Linked DNA regions of Sus scrofa: region 2 is linked to region 1. Evidence: chromatin contacts called from public HiChIP or PLAC-seq data. All regions are on one chromosome and are shown on one strand. Each heading gives the region's core, a stretch centred on a gene start, on an enhancer-like site or on the middle of the called end of the contact. The rest is flanking DNA. Distances are from core to core; before and after follow the strand shown.

Region 1 (5,559 bases), core at 892-3,391:
AATGCGTTCAGCCTCCTCTGTGGCCAGGGTATAGGTCAGCTCAGCAAAAAGCATCGTGGCCTACAGGGCACAGAGAGAGAGTCAAAAGCAGGAAACACCGGGAGCAGGGTCTGAGAGTTGAAGGGTATGGCATTACCTCTCCATTGATGATATCTATAACAGACTCAAAGACGCTGACCGGAAGCTGTAAAGAGGAGATGGGCGAAGAGCTCTTAGTAACAGCACACGTACCTGAAGGGCCCCAAACCAGGCTTGGCCCTTTCGCATTCCGTTTTTCTATGTCCCCAAGTTACAAGTAGGAATTATCCCATTTTAGTACATGGGGGAAATGCAGTTTAGAGGTTAAATGACACCCAAAGTCTCAGCTGGTAAAGAGAAGGGAGAGTCAATTCAACAGAGGCGATACAGTAAAAAACAGGATGAGAATTAAAATCTGGGTAGGCATAGCAATGGACAAGCAGGACAAAGTAGCCACGGGCTCAGTATTACTCACATCTGTGTGCTTAGTCATAGGGTTCAACTTAAGAAACAAAGGGCTCTCAATTATCTCGCACACCTGGAAGAGGGGGCAGATGCACCTGAGTGCCAGGGCCCATTTTTCTCCCGCTCATCCTCTGTCCTCCGCCCCAACGTGCAAACGGAAGTGTGTATACCTGCTTATGGACGTGGATATCAGAGGGGTCAGGCGGTCCCCCTGTGGTATACCAACCCAGAAACTCCAGCTCCTTGAACACCTGTTTAACTGAGGAGGAAAGGGCCAGAGCACAGAGTATTTTTTTTTTTTTTTTAAATATCGCTTCTTTAATTTGAAGCTCCTGGTGGATTTTAACCAGCTTCTCCCCATCCCATCCCGGCTCAGTTTAGAGTAAGTCATCTCTTCTATCTTCTCCTTACTTTGTGGGAAGTAACCAAATATGTTCTTTTTTTTTTTTTTTTTTGGTCTTTTTTCCATTTCTAGGGCCGCTCCCGCAGCACATGGAGGTTCCCAGGCTAGGGGTCCAATTGGAGCTGTGTCCGTCGGCCTACACCACAGCCACAGCAATGCAGGATCCGAGCTGCACCTGCGACCTACACCACTGTTCATGGCAACACTGGATCCTTAACCCATTGAACAAGGCCAGGGATCGAACCCGCAACCTCATGGTTCCTAGTCGGATTCGTTAACCACTGAGCCACGACGGGAACTCCCAAATATGTTCTTTTTTAAAGATCTCTACAGCTACCTTCTCGTCACTTGGCCTCCATTCTGCTCATCTCCTGTTTATTTTTTTCCCCCCAACCCTCTCCACCTTCCCTATTCTGATTTTCTTTCTTTTTTTAACTCCCACTCCTCTCCCCCACCTCTATTCCCCTCTCACACTGCTCCTCCTTGGTGTAATAATATTCCTTGTCAATGATAATCTTCTCTTCCACGGTGTGGGACAGCAGCTCAAAGGAGTTCATCACCTCGATATTTCGGCCCTCCTGCTTCCCGATCAGAGCCCCAATCACTGGAGGAGAGGACACAAGAGGTGAGGGTAAAGAATCCTGAAACTTAGTTAAATCAGTATAGCCTGAGGGTCTGAGGTCAAGTGAACCCAGTACTAGGGAAACGGGTGGTTTGCGGCGGAAGAATTGGCTTCAGCAAAGGAAAGGGAAGGACCACCGTTTGGGGGAGATGACCAGGAAAAGAAGGCCAGAGAATTACGCCGAACACTCACCCTGCATAGGCCGCCCCTCCTGGGAGCGCATGCGAATCCAATGGTCTGAGATGTTGAGAATGACGAGGGGGTGAAGGGCGACTGAAACACTGCCAGTCACTCCGGAGGCCATCACGCTGGGGACGACTAAGCAGTTGGAAGAGAGGGTGAGAGTCCGGGTCCCACGTTCCCCCCGGGAGATGGGAGGGGAAGCCAGCAGAGCCGGGCCATACATCCCTCCCGCAAGTTATCCCAGGGAACGCGCCGCTGACCCGCCCTCCCGACTTCCCCGGGAGTCCAGGAAGGCCTTGACGCGCCCCAAGGGCGTCTCCAGAAGCCGCTCCCTCCCGGTCGGTTACCTGCTGCATCCACCTCCATCCCGCTGCTCCCTCCGGTCCCGTTCGCCGCAGCCGCCGCCGCCATTTCCCCCGCGCCCGCCAGTGTCGGCCCCGCCCCCTCCCTGCCGGCTTCCGTAGGCAGCAGCGCATGCTCAGTGCGGCCGTGGCGCGCGCCTGCCCAGACCCGCGCAGGCAGCCCTGGGTCGGGGAGAGCCGGCAGGTCTTAGTAGCCCTCTCGCCTGCCTCTGACCTTGAACAACTTACTTAACCGCACCCTGATCGTCCTAAAGTATACTGGGATTAGACTGCCTACTTTGTAAGGCTGCTGCAGCATGAATGAAACTTCATGTTGTTGCCCTCAGAGTAAAAGCCACACTCCTAACCACCTGCAAGACCCTGTAAGATCAGACCCCTGCCCGCCAGCCAGCCCTGGCCTCTGCTTTTCTGCCCTTTGATCGCCGTGCTTCAGCCACATTGGCTCTCGTGTCTGTTCCTTGCACACGTCTCACTCATCCCCACCGAAGGGCGTTCTGTCGCCTTTATCACTGTAACACGTGATCAAAACTACCTGACATATGGGCACCTAAATGATTTCTTTTTCGGGCCGCATTCACAGCATGCAGGAGTACTCGCACCAGGGACGGAACTCACGCCACAGCTGTAATCAGAGCCACAAAAGTTCAAATCCCGCTGAGCCACAGGGGAACTCCATAAATGATTTTTGAGTGAATGAATGGTTTGCCAGTGGAGCCTGGTCCTGAGTGCCTTGGTCTACACATCCTTTCTTTCCTCCTTCCACCTCATTACCTACAGCACTGAGAACATCCCTGGCATTTTCTAACCCCTCCCAACTTCCCTCTACCCTCCGTCTCCGTTAGTCTTTCAAAACTCACTTCTGGGAGTTCCCGTTGTGGTCAGCAGGTTAAGAACCCAACTAGTATCAATGAGGATGTGGGTTCGATACCTGGACTTGCTCAGTGGGTTAAGGATACAACGTTGCCACAAGCTGCAACAGAGGTCACGGATTGGGCTCAGATCTGACATTGGCTGTGGCATAGGCCAGCAGCTGCAGCTCGGATTCGACCCCTTGCTTGGGAACTTCCATATGCCAAGGGTGCGGCCCTAAAAAGAAAAAACAAAAAACCACCTCCGGCAAACCTAGCCCACTCCAGCCCTCTCCCCACCCCTACACCCGAGCAAGTTGTGTACACTGCCTTTACCCTGTCTTGTCGCCCCTACAATTTGGCTGGTTCTTTAGGTGTGTCTGTAACACACCCAAGTGTTAGCTCCTAAAAAGCAGGTAGAGACCTGTACCTTTACCTGCGGAGCCTACTCTGCTGCCCAGAGATGTTTTCTGGTGATAATAGTGACTGGTGCGAATTAAGCTATCTCTCCATTTAAGAGCCTGCATAAAGGGAAATTAAACGACCAGCAACTCTCAAAGTAAAGGCCTGAGAAATCCTGCAGGGAGGGAGATCTCCTGGCCAAAGGGAAGTTAAGAAAGCGTTCCTCTCCAAAGCAACAAGCAAACACAAAAAACAAAGGAAAGAATAAAGAAAGAGGAGCTCTCATTCTAATCCCCAACGAGTGAAAAAACTCCCAGGCAACTGAGAGGGTTATGGAAGAACCTCACTTCTCTATATACGGCTCACTTCTCTTAGGAAAAATAAGGTCAGAAATATGTGTCTCTTTTAAATAATAGGCAGCTGCTAAGGAGTGTAATGCTTCTCAGCCAGATTTGAAGGCTAAAAAAAGAATTACGCTGGTGTTAAAGTTGATCGTCTGTGTTGCTGTTTCAATTGTTAAAGAATTCCTTCGCTTTTGAAACATTTTTCAGATAACAACCCATAAAACAGTGGTTACTGTGAAATTTAAAGATAACGCTGAAATTGAATCAGTGGTTTATACATGCATGAAAACTACCACCAAAACCTCAGGTTGGGAGTTCCCTGATGGCCTAGCAGCTGATGATCCAGGGTTGTCACTGCTGTGGCCATCCCTGGCCCAGGAACCTCTGCATGCCATGGGCGTGGCTAAAACAACAAAACAAAACCTTCCGGTTGAAATGATGGAATTCAAGCAGCTATCCCACTGTTCTTTTTTTTCCTTCCAACAAAACTAAACACAATACATCACTCTGTTGTTTTGTTCAATTTTCCTTCCAGAGGGTGGAGGTGACTGGGCTGATGGGGCATAGAGCAGAGGGTCTGCTCAGAGAACCTGCAAAGAAGATACTGCATGGGGACTGTACTGCACATACGAGAGCTGCTGAAAGAGTACATCTTAAAAGTTCTCATCACAAAAAAAAGAAAAAGTAACTATGGATGGGGTGGATGTTAGCTAGACTGATGCTGGGGACCAGTTTTGCAATATATATGAATATTGAATCATTATGTCAGATAACTGAAACTAATATAATACTATAGGTCACTTATACTTCAATTTAAAAAGAAAGAAAAGGGAGTTCCCAATGTGGGTTAAGAATCTGACCGCAGTGGCTCTGGTCAATGCGGGGGCATGAGTTCGATCCTGGCCCAGAGCAGTGGGTTAAAGGATCTGCCATTGCTGCAGCTGCAGTGCAGGTCACAGCTGTGGCTCAGATTCAGTCCCTGGCCTAAGAACTTCCATGTGCTGCAGGCATGGCCATAAGAAAAGAAAAAAGAGGAGTTCCTGTGTGGGGCAGTGGTTAACGAATCCGACTAGGAACCATGAGGTTGCGGGTTCGGTCCCTGGCCTTGCTCAGTGGGTTAAGGATCTGGCGTTGCTGTGAGCTGTGGTGTAGTTCTCAGACACGGCTCGGATCCCGCGTTGCTGTGGCTCTGGCGTAGGCTGGTGGCTACAGCTCCGATTGGACCTCTAGCCTGGGAACCTCCATATGCCATGGGAGCGGCTCAAGAAAAAGCAAAAAAAAAAAAAAAAAGAAAAAAAAAAAAAAAAAAGAAAAGAAAAAAGAAGCAAAGAGAAGATACTGAAGACTGAAATATGGGCTGCCAGGAGAGAGCCCAGGCTGGCTCACTGATTGCCTTGAGTCTGTGGCATCAAGGAATTGTACCTCTTTGAGGTCAGTGGTTATCCATCCATCCATCATTCATTCACTTCAGATATTTACAATTGCCTATGATGCAGCAGGTACAATGCCAGGTGCTGGGGAGACATCACTGAACAAGACATAGTTCTGACCTCATGGAGCTCACACTTCCGCTGTAGGAAGCAGACAAGAGCATACAGTCAGGTATGAAGAAGGATCAGAGGCGGGGAAGACTCAGAGGCAGTGAAGGTGCACAGCATGAGGTTACCGGGGAAGAGGATTCCAAGCCCAGGGAATGGTGCAGAGCGCGTCCAGCAGGAGACTGCGGGGTGTGTTCCAGGAAGAAAGTCAATAGCTAGAGATGAGGGAGGAACAGGAAATGAGATCAGAGAGGAAACAGGCTCGGACCACCGAAAGCCTCCTTGGCCATTACTAGGACAAAGGCTATCAGTCTGAGTGGAGCCTGAACAGGGGCAGGAGATGATTGGACTCAAGGTTCAACCCCTGGCTCAGC
Region 2 (5,559 bases), core at 951-3,450, 510 kb before region 1:
ACTGCCCCCTCCCTGCTCCTGCCCTCATCTCTCCGGGCCCCTTGGCCCCTCGTACTCTGCTCCCTGGCCCCCGTCCCTGCTGCCTTTCCCACACCATGTCCCCTGCCTGGGCTTGGGGGACCTCTGGGGCCCCTCTGCCTCCTAGGCCCCTCCCGCATGGAGTCTGGGGTAGACAAACCTCTCTGTGACCTCACCACCCAGCCACTGTGACCTATTTTCCCCAACCTTGCCCGGGATTTTCTCTTAGCTCCTTGGTTCAAGTGCAGTTCTAGCCACCCAGTGGCTTAGGGAATATGCATGTGACAGGAGAAATAAAGTCTGAACTACTGGTAGATGAGGCCTTTCAGGGAGTAGTGGGAAGTTTTTCCACTTGATGCCTTTTTAGCACTAATTCTGTAGAGAAACCCTGGTGAATTCTTCACATCTCAGCAGGCCAGAGCCTCCACGGGATCTTTACCTCAAAGATATAAACTCAAATAAAAAAAAAAGTTTAAACTCAGTTTGACAGGTGAGGGGGAAGGTGACCCTGCTAACTAGAGCACCTATCTCATGAAAGCACACATGAGATGAAAGTGGGTACAACTGAGCTCATGCTTTCCAGCCTCATGAAACACATCCAAAGGCGGACAGTTTTCCAGGGACAATAACATGACTGCACATAGAAAGGGCAGCCTATTAGGTGGAAGGAAGGGACAGGTTTACTCTGAAAGCGTAGGATTTCTCCCAGAGTCTAAGGTGTTCACTTAGTCTTAGGGGACAGGTGGGGGACACGGATGAGAAACAGCAGGAGTGGGGCCTGTGTCTGTCCCTGTGGGGGCAGAGGATCTGCACCAGTCCAACCAAGGAATATCTGGATCTTCCCGGAACTCCAAGGAATCCAGGCCTGGACAACCAGCCCTCAGCTGCACAGTACTATAGACTCATTCGTTTACTCTGCTGGTGAACAGACTGTCAGCCAGCCAATCAAACTCCCTTATTCAGGGGGCCTAGTAAACAGCTAGTTTGGGACACCTGGGATGGAATTTTAATAACTCAATAAATGTTCTGGAATGTCAGCATCTGAGATGTGACTTATGGGAAAGAACCTTGAGCTATTTGTGGCTAGGTAGCTATTAACCAATTAAATGGACTATATTGGGTTCTTATGCCACTTAACAGGATGTTAAGACTCTCCGTGGACGGAGCAAGAATCGGTAACTTCCTCTTGTATTTGGGTCCCCTTTATCCACTCAGTTTCACTTCGGGAGACAAAGAAGAGGATGCGAACAGAAAAAAGCCCACTGCAAAAGTTGATGCAGGGGGAAGGAAGCCTGGCCTCTAGAACGAGCTGTCGATAACTTGCTGTTTGCTCTTGACAGCTCTTCCCTCTGTCTCACTTTCCTCGTTTGTGAAACGGCGGTCCTCTTCTAGATGAGGTCCCTTCTAGACTAAGCCCCCAGGTCTGATCATCACAATTTGCCCAGGCGTACTTCTTTGGGCAAGGGGGCAGATCGGGCGGTTATTTTCGAGGATCTCCTGGTCTCCCGTAACCCTCCCTCCAGGAGTTGAGCTGGGCATCCCCGGTCCCTGGGAAGCCGCCTGTCCGCCCAGCCTCCGGAGACTGTCTCCGGGCCTCGGCCTCTGCAGCTGATATGACATTCATGGTCCCTGCGGTTGCAACGACCCCCTGTTCACTGGCCTCAGATATCGTCTTGCCTCCAGCTCCCCCTATACCCACAATCTGCCTGCTGCCACCACAGCAGGCTCGCTCCCTAACATGTCCAGCTCGCACACGCTACTGCAGTCCCTCTACTCCTTCCAGCCTGCCCAACACGCAGCGCTCACATTCTTTACGTCGGTCTCAAAGTTCTAGCTCACCCGCCTCCTTCTTAGTGAAGGGACCGCCTTCTCGCCCATGCTATTGGTAGATAGAGCCGTCCCTCAGAGAAGAGGCCGGGTCAGGTTCCCTTTGGAGGATCTAATTGGCCTTCTCGACAGTCACTCGCCTGTGTATGGCTTGCGATTTGTCTTCGTTGGAAAAAGAGACGGCCTTGCTTTTCACCGCCTCTATCATTTCAAGTGGAGCGCCGGCGTCCCCGCCTCCTGACTGGACCTGATTGGACCATCTCCACCCCTAAGATTTGTGATTGGATGCGGCTGCGCGGGGTGGGCCGGCCTGGAACGTCGGCCGTTGGCGAGCGCTCCATTCTAGTCCCCCTCCCGTGTCTCGCCTCACTCCAGCGCCGGAGTCCCCACCCCCCCGGCGGGTTCTGATTAGCCACTTCCGACGCGTCCCGGGACAGCGATTGGCCCGCCGGGTCCTCGAGCCCGCTTCCTCCCCCTGGAAGCCACTACGGCGGCTCCGAGGAGGGGGAGGGGCAAGGAGGGACGGCCGGTCCCGTCAGTCAGGCAGCGGGAGCCGCCAGGAGCGGATGGCGGCGGTGGTAGCGGCCTCACTCGCCGCTGGGGGTGAGGAGGCGGCGGCCACAACCTCCGTCCCAGGATCTCCGGGTCTGCCCGGGAGCCGCAGTGCAGAGCGGGCTCTAGAGGAGGCCGTGGCCACCGGGACCCTGAACCTGTCTAACCGGCGTTTGAAGCACTTCCCCCGGGGCGCGGCCCGCAGCTACGACCTGTCAGACATCACCCAGGCTGGTGAGTGCACCCGGCCCAGGGCCCCGCGGGGACCCTCGTTTGCATAGCCCCGCCCCTCGTTTTTCCTGGAGCCAGGGAGCCTGGCCGGCTCCCTCACCTGGTGGTCCGAGTTCTGGATTCTGCTGTTTTGCATAAGTCAGCTGCCACCCCTTCCCCATTTTAAGAACTACTAGACAATGAACACTTTTCTCGTTTGCACGGAACGCCCAGGGTCCCCGGCCGAGCGTTGTGAGAGCGCCCCCACCTCCGTTTGTCTTTATTTGCGTATCTGCGCACCTGTAGAATGGTCCCGCCCCTCCCCTAGTTTGGCTTATTTGCGTGACCTCTTCAACCTCAATTCTGATCGTTCCCACGAGCCCCTCTAATGACTCATTTCTCTTTCTGCACTTCGCCTCCAACTCTTTCCCCTGTTCCACCAAGATAGGAGCAGCCCCAGGTTCCCTGCGGCTTCCCATGGATTTGCCCCTGATAGCCCCAAGTTTCTGTTTCCTTTGCTCGGACCCGGCTCTTCACCCAGGCAGCCTGTGGGAGAAAAGCAAATCTCCCACCTCCCGCCAACTCTTTTCTCCCTGAGCTCTTCCCATTATCCCTAATCCCTTTATCTGCAACTCCTCCTCCTTGCGTGTGTGAGATCACTGTGGAGCCTGTGATCTCATAGAGACCCTAGAATTCCCAGTACAGTTTCTGCTTTCCCTAGGGGAGGGGACTTGCAGTTGCTGAAAGGAAGGAAATCTTATCTCCCAGCGGGGAGTGCTGGGAAGCTAGAGACCGTCTAGCTGTCCTTCCCACTCCCCCTACCATAGGCTCTTAACAATCATGCGTCTTCCATCCTGGTGTCTGTTGACGGTAGGGTGTAGGGGACGCCACTGTAACAGGTGAGTCAGGCCTCAGCTGCTCAGGAGGCCACCGCTGACCTTGGGCTGGCAGCTGGGGTGGGTGGGGATTGAGAGAGGGGTGGAGGACTGCATTCCCAAAGCCCCACCCCATCCGAGCCCAGGGTAGGACTTGGGAGCTGGATGAGAGTGTCCCCCGGATGACCCTGCCCTGGGACTGCATTTCTCCCCAGCAGGTGCCTGATCACCTGCAAACACCCTGTAGGCACTGGCACGCTCTCCTCTTCCTCGCGAACATTCTGGAGAGAACCAGTTGAAACCACTCGGCTTGTCTCGGGTTGCTAGGTCAACTAACTTGCCCACTCCGCAGCGAGTGAGTTCAGGGAGCGGGTGAGCCCCAGGAGCCATTCCCGACCCTCCCAGTCTCCCCCAGCCGCCTAACCCCCAAGCTCCAGATTGACCTCAGCAGCTGTGGGACACTGGCCGTCTGTTCCCTTGCCCCTCCCCCTTGCTTGTTTTTTGACAAAGACCAAATGTTATTCTTTACTTCCTTAGGGCCCTGTCTGTGTGCGTGGACTCCTGGGGAAAACTACCCAGAACTCCAGGCCCTCCCAGCTCCTGCCCCCTCCGCTCTCCTCCCCCAGCATTCCGGCTCAGGGTGCAGCCGCCCCTCCTGTGAGCCAGCCTGTGCAGGGAGGCGGGAAAATCCCAGCTTCCTGGGAACCCCTCTGTGCCCTGCTCTCCACGCACGAGTCCTCAGGCCTTTCAGGGCCCAGGTTCTAGGCCAGGCGGGCCTTTCTGGTCCCCAGAACTCTCTCCTCTGGCCCCGCTCCCCAGGCAGGGTGCTTGTAGCTTGGGGTGGAAAGGGGAAGTGGCAGAAACCCAGTCCGTGGTGCCCATACCCTACTCCCCACATCCCCTCGCCCTTTATCCCTGACAGACTACAGGCTCCACCGCTCTGCTGCCCGAGTCATTTGGAACCCTCTCTTCCAGCTTTCTCAGCTCTTTCTGAACCAGCGTGTTCCTTGCATGCGTCCTGTGGCGCAGGTCCCCATGTCCCTTGGACTCGTGCCTGGGCCCTGATAGTAGGATGAATCTGAGGTGGGGGAAGGGCTGCCCTCACAAAAGAGAAGTGCAGCTCATTCTCTCACAGACCACATCCTGTGCCTCCTGTGCCCTGCCTCCTCCAGCCCGCTCCCTTCCGCCCTAGCTTTTGCCCACCTTACCCCCTCAGAACTTGCCCTCCACCCCCTTTATCCACAGGCACGTGCAGCGCACACCTCAGTGGATGCGGAGGAAGCGGGCAGGTGGAGGGGGGTGGGAGGACTGCACCTCATCCCTCTGCCCTCCCTCCCGGGAGCTGTCTTTTGTGACAGGACTTCTATCTGCGCACACCAGGCTTGGGAGCAGAGGCGGAGAGAAGGGTTCCTGGGGCATCAGGCTGTCATCCGCCCTGGGAACCACAGAGCCGACCAGAGACAGAACCTGACAGATTGTTTCTGCTTCATTTCCTGTCACAAGACTCATGTCCTTGGGGGATACACCCCAGCTTCCCCTCCCCTCAGCTTTTGCTTGCCGCTCCCTGGGGAGGGCCCTCTAAGAAGCTCACCCAAGTTCTGTTGTCTGGGACTTCCCTCAGCAGGCCCAGGGCCCCTCCCAGGACAGGCTGAGCAGAGGAAACAGAAACCCAGGCCCGTAGAGATCTAAGCAGCGAGGCCTCCAGGCTGGGGGGTCCCCTGCCTGACTCCTTGCACTGGCCTAGCAAGCCCCTGGTTGAGCTAAAACAATGGTAATGGACTCTACCTTCTTGCCACCCTCCCTATTCCTCGATCATGCCAGAGGCAGAGAAGCTGGTCTGAAGTCTGGGTCAGTGAGAGAGGAAGTAGAGGAGGGCTCTTGGGACCAGAAGAGGGTAGGAAGGAGGCCAGCCCTGGAGAAGGTGTGCCTGGGACTCCAGCTCCCACCTCCAGCTTGGGCCGTTTGCCTTTCCCTCCTGGTCTCTGGGAATCTCACAGTCCCTTGGGGCTGGCTTGTGATCCCAGGGGCTGCTGGTTGCGGTGTCAGGTCTGGAGCCAGGCTGTAATGACCCTTGGTT

Evidence for each region. HiChIP or PLAC-seq counts read pairs in DNA pulled down with a chosen protein or histone mark.
Region 2: a contact with region 1 is called in an H3K27ac HiChIP or PLAC-seq map of skeletal muscle, with 6 times the contacts expected there. The contact joins the promoter of FBXO24 here to the promoter of COPS6 in region 1. A contact is called at or near these places in 2 of 2 datasets of contacts at active chromatin or transcription factors (alveolar macrophages and skeletal muscle).

What each region holds. Positions count from the first base shown.
Region 1 is chr3:7,999,284-8,004,842 of Sscrofa11.1, reverse strand. COPS6 (COP9 constitutive photomorphogenic homolog subunit 6 (Arabidopsis)) reads right to left here and starts at 2,141. Exons shown (of 10, transcript NM_001105299.1): 1 at 2,039-2,141; 2 at 1,701-1,826; 3 at 1,359-1,490; 4 at 654-742; 5 at 494-556; 6 at 137-184; 7 at 1-60. The coding sequence starts at 2,102. LOC110259870 (a long non-coding RNA gene) reads right to left here. Exons shown (of 4, transcript XR_002342273.1): 3 at 5,314-5,400; 4 at 4,948-5,218.
Region 2 is chr3:8,508,067-8,513,625 of Sscrofa11.1, reverse strand. FBXO24 (F-box only protein 24) reads right to left here and starts at 2,200. Exons shown (of 20, transcript XM_021086233.1): 1 at 68-2,200; 2 at 1-65. The coding sequence starts at 97. It overlaps LRCH4 (leucine-rich repeat and calponin homology domain-containing protein 4), which reads left to right and starts at 2,284. Exons shown (of 23, transcript XR_002342282.1): 1 at 2,284-2,631.